Regions from separate parts of the Mus musculus genome. Here all the other regions are linked to region 1. Evidence: chromatin contacts called from public Hi-C data. All regions are on one chromosome and are shown on one strand. Each heading gives the region's core, a stretch centred on a gene start, on an enhancer-like site or on the middle of the called end of the contact. The rest is flanking DNA. Distances are from core to core; before and after follow the strand shown.

Evidence for each region. Hi-C and Micro-C count contacts between places; a contact is called where the count stands out from the background.
Region 2: a Hi-C map of liver shows a contact between it and region 1, with 2.5 times the contacts expected there. The contact joins two enhancer-like sites. A contact is called at or near these places in 1 of 15 datasets of contacts at CTCF or cohesin (large pre-B cells), 8 of 484 Hi-C or Micro-C datasets (bone marrow-derived macrophages, embryonic fibroblasts, embryonic stem cells and 2 more) and 6 of 115 datasets of contacts at active chromatin or transcription factors (bone marrow-derived macrophages, extraembryonic endoderm stem cells, hepatocytes and 3 more).
Region 3: a Hi-C map of liver shows a contact between it and region 1, with 4 times the contacts expected there. The contact joins two enhancer-like sites. A contact is called at or near these places in 2 of 484 Hi-C or Micro-C datasets (embryonic stem cells and liver), 4 of 115 datasets of contacts at active chromatin or transcription factors (astrocytes, embryonic fibroblasts and embryonic stem cells) and 1 of 9 other capture datasets (embryonic stem cells).
Region 4: a Hi-C map of liver shows a contact between it and region 1, with 1.9 times the contacts expected there. The contact joins two enhancer-like sites. A contact is called at or near these places in 4 of 484 Hi-C or Micro-C datasets (the N1E-115 cell line, bone marrow-derived macrophages, liver and 1 more) and 3 of 115 datasets of contacts at active chromatin or transcription factors (astrocytes and embryonic stem cells).

Annotation. Positions count from the first base shown.
Region 1 is chr17:86,770,744-86,773,845 of GRCm38.p6, forward strand. All of the region lies in intron 1 of Epas1 (endothelial PAS domain protein 1), which reads left to right. Among named protein-coding and RNA genes, the nearest start is that of Epas1, 18 kb to the left of the region's middle. Within about 2 kb of position 1,473, at least 12 of the 459 cell types and tissues checked have an H3K27ac peak or open chromatin away from gene starts, as enhancers often do. A contact at or near this core is called in the N1E-115 cell line, hepatocytes and liver, where this site is marked.
Region 2 is chr17:86,533,712-86,536,813 of GRCm38.p6, forward strand. All of the region lies in intron 10 of Prkce (protein kinase C, epsilon), which reads left to right. Among named protein-coding and RNA genes, the nearest start is that of Gm30284, 90 kb to the left of the region's middle. Within about 2 kb of position 1,465, at least 123 of the 459 cell types and tissues checked have an H3K27ac peak or open chromatin away from gene starts, as enhancers often do. A contact at or near this core is called in hepatocytes and liver, where this site is marked.
Region 3 is chr17:86,592,451-86,595,552 of GRCm38.p6, forward strand. All of the region lies in intron 11 of Prkce (protein kinase C, epsilon), which reads left to right. Among named protein-coding and RNA genes, the nearest start is that of Gm52297, 76 kb to the right of the region's middle. Within about 2 kb of position 1,576, at least 21 of the 459 cell types and tissues checked have an H3K27ac peak or open chromatin away from gene starts, as enhancers often do. A contact at or near this core is called in liver, where this site is marked.
Region 4 is chr17:86,617,382-86,620,483 of GRCm38.p6, forward strand. Prkce (protein kinase C, epsilon) reads left to right here. Exons shown (of 15, transcript NM_011104.3): 12 at 2,511-2,649. Among named protein-coding and RNA genes, the nearest start is that of Gm52297, 51 kb to the right of the region's middle. Within about 2 kb of position 1,405, at least 39 of the 459 cell types and tissues checked have an H3K27ac peak or open chromatin away from gene starts, as enhancers often do. A contact at or near this core is called in the N1E-115 cell line and liver, where this site is marked.

The sequences.
Region 1 (3,102 bases), core at 223-2,722:
CCAGAAATAACTGCAAAATCAAAGGCTGGTGCCTGTGTGAGCCTTTCTGTAGGCTTAGAGTAATTCCCATGATTACACAGGAGAAGGCTGCTTCGATGACAGCTCTGAGGGCTGGGCCTGGTCTCACTTTGGGGAAAAAAAACTCCATCTATCCACAGGGCCGTGTGTGAGTTAAGCCAGGAGCCCACTGGCTGGCAGAGCAAGTTTAACTTTGGCTTTCCAGTGCTCAAGATTTCAGGGAGGCTCTATTTAAATTTTACTTGGCTGTCACCCTTCTGAAAATTTGTAGCACTATCCGTATCTTTAAGGAAGTGACCTTTCCCCGTCCTTGTCCTTGTTAGCATGACATGAGAACTTGGAAGCGTCCATGGTGACCTGCTTCCAGTTTGATTATTGAAAACAAAACAAAACCATGCATAGATCCGGGGTTTCTGACTTACCTCTGGAAACTGTACTTTCTACAGGGTGGCCATGAGAGTTTGCAGGCCACCTGCTAAAAGTTGACAACCTGAGAGTCTGCAGTAGACAACACACACAGCATGCTTCTGTGTTGGATCTGAGTGTCTCCTGCATCTGTCTGTTTTCTTTGCTTCTCCTTTAAACTGGGTTAACCATCCTCCATATTGGTACTGGGGATAGATAGCACCCAGGGCCTCACAGATTGCTAGAAAAGTGCTCTACCAATGAGCAACGTCCTCTGCTCAATGAGTGTGTGTGTGTGTGTGTGTGTGTGTGTGTGTGTGTGTGTGTGTGTAAATATCAGAAACTTGGTTAAATAAATATATGTAACATACAATATACTTATATAATATATGTGTATATATTATATATCTCCATCCCAAAGTTCTCTGTTTGAGACTGGACTTAATACTTCCCGTTGGGAATTGCTTATAAGGTTTTACTTTTTAGTAAAGAAAAGTTGTTTGTTTCCTAAACTCTCTGGCTTAAACTTTTTACTTAAGTCAAAAAGCAAGAGAATACCTCTCGGCTTGAATACCTTTATTTTTAAAGCTCAAGAGTCTTTTTTAAAACAAAAACTTGCTACAGAACTTGGCACCAGGGGACTGCAAGGATTTACCTTATTTTGATGATAGCTGCCTGCAAACGATCTATTAGAATAATCTGCATAATTGCAGTCTCCCCTTCAGTTTATTCAGCCTGCACTCCCTAGTCTAGATTTACTGGCCAGACTGTTATTACATCAAATTCCTTGATGCTGTATTCCTGAGGACTGATGGAACTAAGAGTTACAGAGAGGAATCAGCGACCTTTGTCTGCTTTTCAGAATTCTTCAGAACATACTGATTTAGCCAGGGGCTTTTGCGATTGCTCTCCTTACTGGGTCAGTACCTGATTTTGCTGGGTTTCTGGCCACACATGTGCGTTTGGGAAGCAGGATAGATAGGGCGAGAAACCTGAATTGGCAGTCAGAGTTATGAAACAGGACTTTGTTACAATTGATAGGTCTGTACAGTGGACGCACAGCAGCTGTTGGCATGGTAACTCCTACGTGGCAGAGTGCATGGAGCCCGCAGATGACTTTAGCAGCGCTCCGTGTTAATTTGATAAATGGCTTTTTTAATAGTAGTTTGTGGGCTAATGGAAAGATTGAAGCGAACCCTCGTTAATGGAAGGGAGGATGGAGATTTTGAAGCCACTGGGTGAAGTCGGAGAGTCCCAGCCAAGTCTCCATTTTCAGCTCAGTGTCTCTTTTCATGTGCCTGAAGTGTGGCAAACCAAAGTACAGTAGGGAGCCTGCCTTGAGAGTAGGCATCGGCCCTGGGCTCCGGCTTACGAGTGAAGAGGCTTCAGGGTCCTTATTCAATACAGTTGCTTTGTGCAGGGGCTTAGCTTAGGGCCACTGTAAGAAGTCTACATTGTGTTTTCTTTTTCCTTAGTGGTAATGGGGCAGGGGTTATGGTGGCCGACAGGTCTGGCATATTTAGCCGTTTGGTTGGTTGTATTGTGGTTATTTGGGTTCTCAGAGGGGTTGTTTATTTTTGTCTCTGGTTTGTTTGTTGACATAGGGTCTCGTAACCCAGGCTGGCCTCAGATGCCCTACATATATATATCTCTGAGGATGACCCTGGACCTCTGATCCTTCTACTGCCAGCTCCAGGGTGCTGGGGTCATAGGCGTGAACCACCTTGCCTAGCTAATGTGGTATCGGGGATTGAACACAGAGCTTCTGCCTGCTAGATGACACTCTATCAATTAACGGCATCTCCTCCTGGTTTCGGCCATCTTTCATTGTGTGAGAATACATAATCACACCACACTGCTGGCCCACTCAAGGAGCCTCTCTGCAACCCACACTGAAGCTCTGCGTTCCTTATATAGCGCTCGACAAACACCTCTGGGGGATGGATCTCCTCACTGTGTTGCCAAAGCAAAACCTGGGGTTTTTTGCCTTTCTGGCAAGTTCCCAGGAGACGCGGACATTACCGGTTCTCAGTCCACATGCTGAGAACTTGGTGCTTTACACTAATGCGGAGAAAATTGGGAACAAGACATAAAGAGGCCAAATGACTTGCACCTTAATGGCTAAGGATGATGGAGCTTGAACTTGAACGTGGCTAGGGCCTCTAAGGCACCTGCTGTCTCTGTCTTATCAGCAATGGCAGAAGTGCAGTGGCTGGAGCATCCCAAGGGTACCTTCTGCCATCCCAAGGGTACACGGTGTATTAATCTGTCACAGTCAAGTTCAGAGGTGGCCTCGGAAGCCTGCTGCTCACAGCCTTCTCTGCGTGCGCATTGGAGTTGGTTTTCCCCTGGGCTAACCTACAATGGAGACAGTACCAACAAACCCACCAATGCAGCTGAAACAAAACAAGACTTTATCCGGGCATTAGTCTAGGCCGCCTAGGAGAGAAGTGGTTTGTGGCTTAGATTTGTAAGGGACGTGGCATCTCCAGTTGTTCTAGGCCAGAACAGATCATCACAGCTGGAGTCTTTGTTCAGATCTCAGGCAACCCAGGGTACTTGAGAAGTTTAAGACAGATAGCATTACTAGAGAGGTTTGTTTGGTTGGCTTGCTTTTTACATTTTCATACTTTTTCTCCTTAACTCATACTCCAAACATTCCATTACATGGCGCTAGGT
Region 2 (3,102 bases), core at 215-2,714, 240 kb before region 1:
CAGCATCTGAATTATTTTTGAAGCAAACAAGCAAGAGTTGTTGAATGTTCAGAATGCCGGTGACGGTGCGTCTGGTTAATATACGAGGTCTCCTTATCGCTTTCCGCTCAGGGTTGGACATTTGCAACCTTACCATCTAAAGGGAGCAAACATTCGGAGTGAATAAACTGAATGGTAGTCACTCTGTGTTCCGTTCATTTCTTTGTTTGCTTTTGTTTTGAGACAGAGTTTCACTATATAACCCTTAGTGGTCTGGAACTTGCTTTGTAGACCAGACTGGCTTCAAACTGACAAGAGATTTCCCTGCTCTGCCTCCTGAGTGCTGGGATTAAATGCATGTGCCACCACCCCAACCACCAGCATATTCTATATTTTATTAATGAATATGAGAACATTTCTTGGGCTCAGAATTATTCACTATTGGAAGTTGAGAGAAGGGCCATTTGGTCCAACATATATTTTCTCTGAAGGACATAGTGGTTTATTACAGAAATGTATTTCCAGTCCCCTTAGAACTGAAGTTAACAAAATGGATAACCAGTGTAGGCCCTCCTGCTCCAGTCATGATGTGTGAAGTCACACAGGCTGGCCTCTTCATGAGCTTTGTGTGAACAGCCCAGGAGCCTGCTATACTGGAATATCATTGCTGCTCACAAATACGTCATGACACCCACTGTAGATGAGGCTTGAAGTGGGTCTCAGAGTCACCATGGCCCAGGTGACCACACAGTCACTGTGACTGAGAGACTTTTGGAGGGAGACAGGAAAGCCACTATGATCAGTGGTGCCCTCTCATGCTAGGCACACAAAGATGGCTTTGCCTCCCAGGTCCCTGAAGGCCACTGTGGCAGAGGATTCAGAGCCAGAAGACCTTGGGCTCACCAGGGTCCCTCTACCCTCTCACTGGTGTCTACCTGGTGTTCATCCCCGGGACCCAAGGATTCACGGATGAACCTGTCAGTCTTACAGTCAGACAGAAGGTCTGCTTGTTTGTTTCTGTAATGGTTTGCTCTTCATTCTGTTTTTTTGTTTGTTTGTTTGTTTTGTTGTTGTTTGTTTGGTTTTTTTGTTTTTTGTTTTTGAAAAATTAGTTTGTTTTATTGTCTCTGATTCCTCCCTGGCCAATGTTGTGGTTAGCCCAGTGTCCCAGAGAGGCCCTTTCAGTCAGTTTATGGAAACTGAGTCCTTCCTTAAAATGGTTCCTGTAGACGGGCTGGAGTGGAGCTCAGTACTGGAGCCTGTGCTTAGTGTGGACAGGGGCCTGGGCTTAGCTCTGAGGATGGGGGGGGGGGGTAGCTCAATGGGACAGCACCTGTCCAGCATGCCTGAACACCGGGGTCTGATACCCAGAATGACAAAGAAAAAAATGCATGCTAGAGAAAATTTCAGTGCCTCCTTGGCACCTAATCGGGGCTGCCACCTGGTCACCTCAGCACAGGGCTGGCAGTCCTGAGTGTCCTGTTGGCACCTTGCCCCCATTCACTCTTCAGTTAAATACTCCTTGCTAGGAGTACAGTGCTGTTGAGGGCTGGGGACGTGAGTCGAGCCAGCTAGACGAAGGCTCCTGCTGAAGACAAGATGGAAGGCAGGGCTGAGAGCCAGGGAGTGTGCTGTGGTCTCCCTGTGGGTCTTCCTGGCACATGGATGGGCTTGCTCCATCCAGTCAGTCTCTTCCTGCAAGCCACGGGCCGTGTGTCATGAGCGTCCCGCTAGATTGCTAAAGCTGTGCTTGGGAATTAGAAACAGGACACAAACTGAGGACTAAGCAGTAAACGGGAAAGCCGGAAAGGATGCTGCCTGGGGTTCTCTGAGACCCACAGCAATGCTCTCCTTACTGGCAGATTGCATTTCCCCTCCCACTCCTGACCATAGGTCCTTTCATTTCCTGTATCCTTTTCACTAAATTGAAGGATTAATGTACATGTTATGCACTTAAACAAAATGCATAGATATTCAAGCAGTTTCTCCATCTTACTAGATAGATTCTTAGCATTCACATTAAGAATGGCTAAAGGGGCCGGGCAGTGGTGGCTCACGCCTTTAATCCCAGCACTTGGGAGGTACAGGCAGGCAGATTTCTGAGTTCAAGGCCAGGCTGGTCTACAAAGTGAGTTCCAGGACAGCCAAGGCTACATAGATAAACCCTGTCTCGAAAAAGCAAAACAAACAAACAAACAAAACAAAAAACAAAACAAAACAAAAAAATGCCCAATGGAGAAAAGCGAACAATTTTCTCCCTACAGACCTTACCAAGTATCTTGCAGTTAACCATTTCAGCCACTAGGTGGCGAGAGTAGTTAGCAAGGCAAGTGGGTCTTTGTGACTCATCCAGGCAGGAAGAGGAGACTGGAGACCTAAAATAGTTTAACTGAGCGAGGTGACCAAACGGGTGCCGTTCTAGAAGGATACACTCTGAAGCTTCTGGTTTCCAGTATTGGCAAATATTTCCTTTCATATACAAAATTCTAAAGTTAGACAGGAAGAAAAATAAGAGTAGGACTAGCTCTCAAAAAGCAGAGCCGTAGAAGCTTGCCCTGTCTGGTCCTACTTTTGTCTGTTTGAAACGAAGACGCTGAAATAATTTCTGAGCTCATAAGCAGACTACAGTGTCTGCAGCTGCGCTCTAAACCCCACCCGGTGGGGACAGAGCTGTTTGGAGCTCTATGAAACAGGCCGAGTTTGTTTGTTTTTATTTTAAATAGAAGTAAACCGCGCTCCCAGGATAGAGAGCCCAGCTACCGTGCTACTCTGACCATCTTGAAAACTGACAAGAAAGAATTTGTCAAGTGTTTGGTCCGATTGAGGTCTCACTGTTTTCTTCTGGGTGATTCCTGTTCGGTAGGAACGGGAGCAGCGCTTTCCTATCAAACTCACGATAGGAACCCGGGGAGAGGGCGGGAGATACATTTGTAATGACTTCACAGAATTTCCCTTCCTCTGTGAATACCTGTCCCAGGCGTGGGTCCTCAGATTCTCCACTGGCTAATGACATTTTAGTGTCTATGGAAATCATTAACTTCCCTGAGAGACTCAGCCTCATTCCTTTGATAACTGAAGCTGCCTATATCGCAGCGATGCATTCCTCCGTACTCCGTACTCTTT
Region 3 (3,102 bases), core at 326-2,825, 180 kb before region 1:
ACCCCTCCCCCCTCTTTCTCTCTATGCATGTATGTGTGTGTGTGTGTGTGTGTGTATTATATTTGAGTGTATTTGTATGTATATTTATGTGTGTATGTTTGTGTGTGTATATACATGCTCACAGAGGTCAGAAGAAGGCATCAGATCCCTGAGAGCTAGAGTTACCTAAGTTTATGAGACACCCTATGCTGGTGCTGATATCTAAATTCTGGTCCTCTCTGGTCCTCTGATAGAGTGGTACCTGCTCTTAACCATGGAGTCATATCTCTAGCCCCCAGATAAATATTTTTTTTAAAGAAGAAACCTGACAAGGTTTTTGTTTTTTTTTTTGTTTTGTTTTGTTTGTTTGTTTTTTGTTTTGCATCATATAGAGTCAATACTGGTTTCTGGAAAGCTTTGAAATAACAAAAGCCAGGGGTAAATGAGATAGTACTCCATGGTTCCTACACTTGAAGCTGGCTTCAGAGCTTCCTAATAGGAGGCTCTGAAGAAAAACCAAAAAAGGTGGCCTTAGCTAAAGCTGGACATGGAAGGATGGCACAGGGAAGAACACCTTGCCCTTCTTAGGGAGGTAGCTAGGCATTAAAACAAGGTTAGGACCCAGCCTGGTCACTGGCCCAGGAGCCCAGGAACCTGGGACCCTCTCCTCAAGTAGGACTTGATCCAAGCCCCTCCCCTTCGAGTAACCTGCAGATAGAGCAAACACTCTACCTTAGGGTGCTGGCAATGAGGAGGATCAGGATGGAGGAGGAAGTACCGGGATCCGATCTCCTAGGAGACCAAGTAGCACCCCGAGGTTTTCCTGTCTCTGGCTCAAAACTCCACAGTAAACATGATAAAATTAGCAGAGCTAAGTAGGCATATTTGTGGGTTTGGAGGCATAGTTGGTCCTGTTTTTCTCCAATTTGACCTAACTGGAGTTCACTGGGTATGTAATGGAAAAAAAAAAACCCAGCTTGATATAAAAACGCAGGAAATGCCTTCAGCTGCTGCTGATTACAGTAGCAGCTTTCCTTCTGTTATTTTTGTGGCGGGAAAAAGAAAAAAAAAAAGAAAAACAAAGCTACACCCACCAAACACACACACACACACACACACACACACACACACACACACACACACACACACACACCCCTAAGCAGTAGAAACAAGCTGGATTGTTAGTACTTTTTACGGCATTCTTGATTCTGGCTAAATGATGTCACTTTATAAAATGAGAAAGGAGAGGAAGGCATTTAAAATCTCATCAATACAATTTCTGCACGTGTAATACACAGCCACCGGTTCAAAGTTTAGTCGATTGGCCCTGGAAGTTGGAGAATTCTATCAACTTGCATCAAAAGTCGATCTGCCCAGGACAGGTTCAGGTTTTCTCGTGATGCCTTCTTGTATCATGTGCTGGGGGAGAGGACACTACTCACAATTGCTTTCCTAGCATCCATCACTGCTTAGCAAATAAAGCCACGCCTGCAGAGAGATGCTTTCAAACCTGACTGAGAAGCACACTGGATGTTCTCACAGAACAGACATGTCTGGCTCAGGCTGGGGAGTGTAGCTCTGTGCTAAGTGCTCGCCTACCGCGCACAAAGCTGTTTGGTCCTGGGCACTGCTTTTCATAATCCTGCAATCCCAGCCCTAGGGAGTTGAAGGCAGGAAAAGCAGATGTTCTAGGTCATCCTTAGACAGATAAGGAGTCCAAGGGCAGCCTGGGCTTCTTGACACCCTACCCGAGAATTGAGGGGAAGAAAGAGAGAGAAAGAAGGAAAGAAGTGTGCTAGATTCTCACCAAGGGAAGCTAGCAGGGAGAGAATGAACACAACCACCCAGTCTGTTGGTACAACTTAGTTAACACGTTTTAATTTTGGCTTCAGGATTCACAGTTTCCTGTTGCTGTCGTGTACATAGAGTCGTCAATGCCTATAACACTATGTCTTTAAGAACGACATATTTGCCATGTTGAGATTTCCTGGTTTTCACTTGGGTCCACCTGTGAGGCCACAAGTCTTCATTCATAAAATTCTAGGAGATCCTGGCAGGACAGCCAACGACTTGGGAAATTCAATTCCCCTGCTCAGGTAGAAAGTGGAACTGACTTAAGTACCTGCCATGCTTTGGAGGAAATATGCTCAACTCAGTACTTCTCAATGAGAACAGGTAATTCTTATGGGTCCTCTAGCACCGAGGTGCTCAAACACTAGGGACAGCGTTTGGCAATGTCTGGACTTGGGCTGTTGGAACCTAGCAGAGCTGGGATATGGAGGAGATGCGCATCCATACTGAGGGTACTACAACCGAGAGCTACCAACCCAAGCTATCAGTACTGCCAAGGCAGCAAACCCCGGCTCCAGCCCTCGAGTTCTATGATCATGTGATTCCCCAGGCTTCGGGAGCTGCTGTGTTTCAAAGGCCTCCTCTGCCACCACGGATCTTAGGTGGAACACAGCCAGATCTGCAAGTGGGCACGTCCTGTAGGGTCTGACCAGGTTCTGGAAGGCTTTTTGAACCGTAAGAGTCAGAGAAGGCAGAAGGCAGAAACTTGTACCTGTCACCTCCTTTCCTTTCTCCCATCAGGAAATCTTATGATTTCATTTCCACACTGTATTGAACTCTTTTCCCCCCAAAGGATACCACCATCTTTGAAAAATCAAAAGACTCTTTCCCCCATATATATATATATATATATATATATATATATATATATATGTGTGTGTGTGTGTGTTATATAATGTATATATTATATATAATAATATATAATATATTTATATATTAATATATATATTAAGCCAAGAAAAATAATTAATCTACCCTGTAAAAACTAGCATCTTCTAAGTCCTTGATTAATGTGTTAATGGAATTACTGGTGTGACTCTGGCACTTCGCCTGTGTCCAGAAGGCAGTTACAAACCCAACTCGGGCAATGATGAAAAGCAAGCCATCTAAGTCACCTGTAACACGTCCCTGTAACCCACGCATATCTACTCCCCCTGAAGAAGACCATCTCTCGACACAAAATGTTTGCTACAAGCAAAAGTATTTTAAAGTCATTTTAGCCATCAAAACTTAATTTAACCAAAGCATTTTCACGTCCCCACCCTTTCAGCT
Region 4 (3,102 bases), core at 155-2,654, 150 kb before region 1:
TCTGAGAAGGCAAAGCTGGGCCAAGTCTGGACCTCCCAGCCCTCCTCCCTCCCAGAGGCCTACAGACTCCTAGTGGTTCATCGAAATATCACTAAAAGCTGCAGGTGAGAAACTCCTGGGGAAGTGGAAAGCCACAAGTCTGAGGGAGTCATTGCTGGACAGGAGAAGGAAAGAAACGGGGGAGGGGGGTGTGGACAGCACTGTCCTTCAGTGCTTCCTCCCCATAAACACACATAAACACACACACACATACCACACACACAACACACATACACACACACACACACACACACACACACACACACACACACAGAGCTTCTCCTGACAACCCTGCACTAGACAAGCTTGCCCCAGAGGGATGGACACTTTGTGGTGAGACTGAAAATCTCCAGAGAAATGGCCTTCTAATGGCAGCCCAGGCTGGTTCCCAGGGATTGATTGTCTAAACCTTCTGTCCCCAAAGAAAGCAGTCACTCACCCTTCCTGTGTTTGGTTTTGTGTGCAAAGTTAAGAGTTTTCAAAGATTCAGATATCAGAGTGGGAACGGGAGGAAGTAGCCAGAGGTAGAACTCCGTACATCACTGGCTACAGGGTGGGAAGGAGTGTTTTGGCTAAGGCCAACCCAGGTCATAGCCAAGGGCACTCATAGGACTTGCTCATATCCAACAGCAGCTGGGTCAGCTTCTTCCCCAGGGAGAAGAGAGGGCAGGAAGCAAAGAGGCCAGGGAGGAGTGGACTAGAGAAAGAAGAACAGGAGGCAGGAAGAAACGAGAGGCTGTCCCTAACTGGCCAGAAGCCTATGAGAAGGAGGGGTGGTGCCTGCTGGAGCCAAAACTACTCCACCTGGAACCTGAGTCAGATCAGAACCAGGCTTGTGCGGACTCGGGGGGGTCTTTAGACTCATGACATACTACTATTACCCTTGCTCAACCCATATAAAGGAAGCTGCTTCTTACAGAGAAGAATTTAACACAAAGGATGTGGCCGAAGATGTTCACCTTTCACACACTTCAAAACATCGGTCCTTCAAACAAGTCCACAAACATAGCGTGTGGTCCCGAGCTGACAGACAGGGGACCAGCCCAGCAAGGTGACTTTTAGCAGGGCTATGCCACAGCCAGTGATGAAACCCTGACAGCCTGGATCCCAGCCCAGCATTCAGCCCAGCTTTCCCACCCCAGCCAGAGCCAAGCCTTGCCCCCTCTCGCTGCCAGGGCTGGGGTCGGTGGCTAGCTGCAGTGGCCCAGTTGTTTGGGCTCACTGTGCCTTCTGTAACTCCGGAGTATTTGCTTAGAGCAGCACTTTTCTATGTGATTGCTTCTTTCTCAAGGAATCCCAGCTGTAAGCAGAAATAGGGTCACAGATACAATGCAGGCAGGTCCAGAAGCACTTCCTGCCCCACCTCCACTCCAGTCTGGGTCCCATGGGATGCCTGGAGCTCTCAAGTTGAGATGCCAGCAGGCACATGAGCATGGCCCTTTCTGACCTCTGCTTGTACGGGAAGAGGCCTTCTTTGCAAGGCTCACCTCAATAGCCCAGAGTAGTTGCTGAGGGAGACACAATGTGAATGGTTACTCCAACCACATAGTCTAGATTCCTCTACAGAGCCAGGCCTGGGGTTTGCAGGGGTGGTGGAAAAATTATTTTCTACCAACCTGGTTTCTAGGTAAGAAATCTTAGAACTCTGGTGTGTTAAAATGGGCCTCAAAGAAACCACCTTGATTGAGGCTGGCCCGCTCCTGTGACTCTCACCTCTCCTATACAGAAACATCTGGATCTAGATTATTTCTCTTACCTGTTACACCCAGATTGACCTTGCTCAGGCACCATGCTCCTGCAGGCAGGGCTCAGCCTCCCTTGGTATGGATTTCAAATCCCTCTTTCCAGCATCTCAGACTCTTTGAAGTTGTCCCTCAAAGACACAGCTGTCTTGTCTCACTATGGTCAGGAACCCCGTTCTCTGGCCTCTTTCCCTTTGCCTCTACCTTCCATCTCCTTTGATTGCTCTCTTCACGGTCTGTCCAAATGCTAGCTTTCACCGAACCCTGAGAGCCACTGCTGTTGGCCATACATCAACAGATGTTGGCTACACCAACCATCCGTCATCTCCCCCCTCTCAAACTCAGCAGCTCAAACTCTTGTGGATTTTTTTTCCTGATTCAGTGATGCTATATATATGTGACCCTGAATCCCCTGAGCTAGTTAACTTGTGAAGGATGGAGGTCAGAGGAGACCTCCTTTCTCACAGAAGGATCTAAATATGAGTTCTAACCCTAATATGGCCCCGATTCTGTGCAGGATCCTGTCTTTTGCTGAGGTATTGTAAATGCTGTTGAAGGTTGTCCAGCTGGGAAATGGCCCTAGCCTGAGGTTAATGAGGCAGGTCAAAACCTACTCCAAGATTGCCTTGACTGGAGATGTCCCTAGGGTATGTGCTTCTTTCTCTCTAACTCAAGAAAGGCCCTGTGGTGTGTATGAGGCTAACCATGTGGCCTTGACCTGTGTTGCAGGGATTTGAAACTGGACAACATCCTTCTAGATGCAGAAGGCCACTGCAAGCTGGCTGACTTTGGGATGTGCAAGGAAGGGATTATGAATGGTGTGACAACTACCACCTTCTGTGGGACTCCTGACTACATAGCTCCAGAGGTAAGGCCCACCCACGTGCAGAGTTAGCTTCTCTCTCTTAGCGTCAGAACAGAGAAACAACCCAATGCCGTGCATGTGGGGGTCATCCGAGGATGCCAAGAGAAGACTCTGCAAAAGCCAGATGGATTCTAGGAGTAAGAGACAGGAAGGGAAATGGTTTCATGATTTTTCTGTAAGGATGGAGTGGTAGTGAGGATGGACTGGTGAGCTGAGAGCGACCAGCTAGTCCCCATGCTTGAGTAAGTCCTCGCTAAGTATCATGCATCCACCCAGAGCTACCGCCAGAGCTCGGACTAACAGGAACCGGTTGACTTGCAGGAGAGTTTTCACTTCTTACTGAATGGAAACATTGAAAGCCCACTGAAGAGGCAGCCAAGTAACTTCACCAGATGTCAGATAAACAGCAAAACCAGGAATGCTTTGCCATTTCCACTGAGGTAGCAAGTCTGTAGA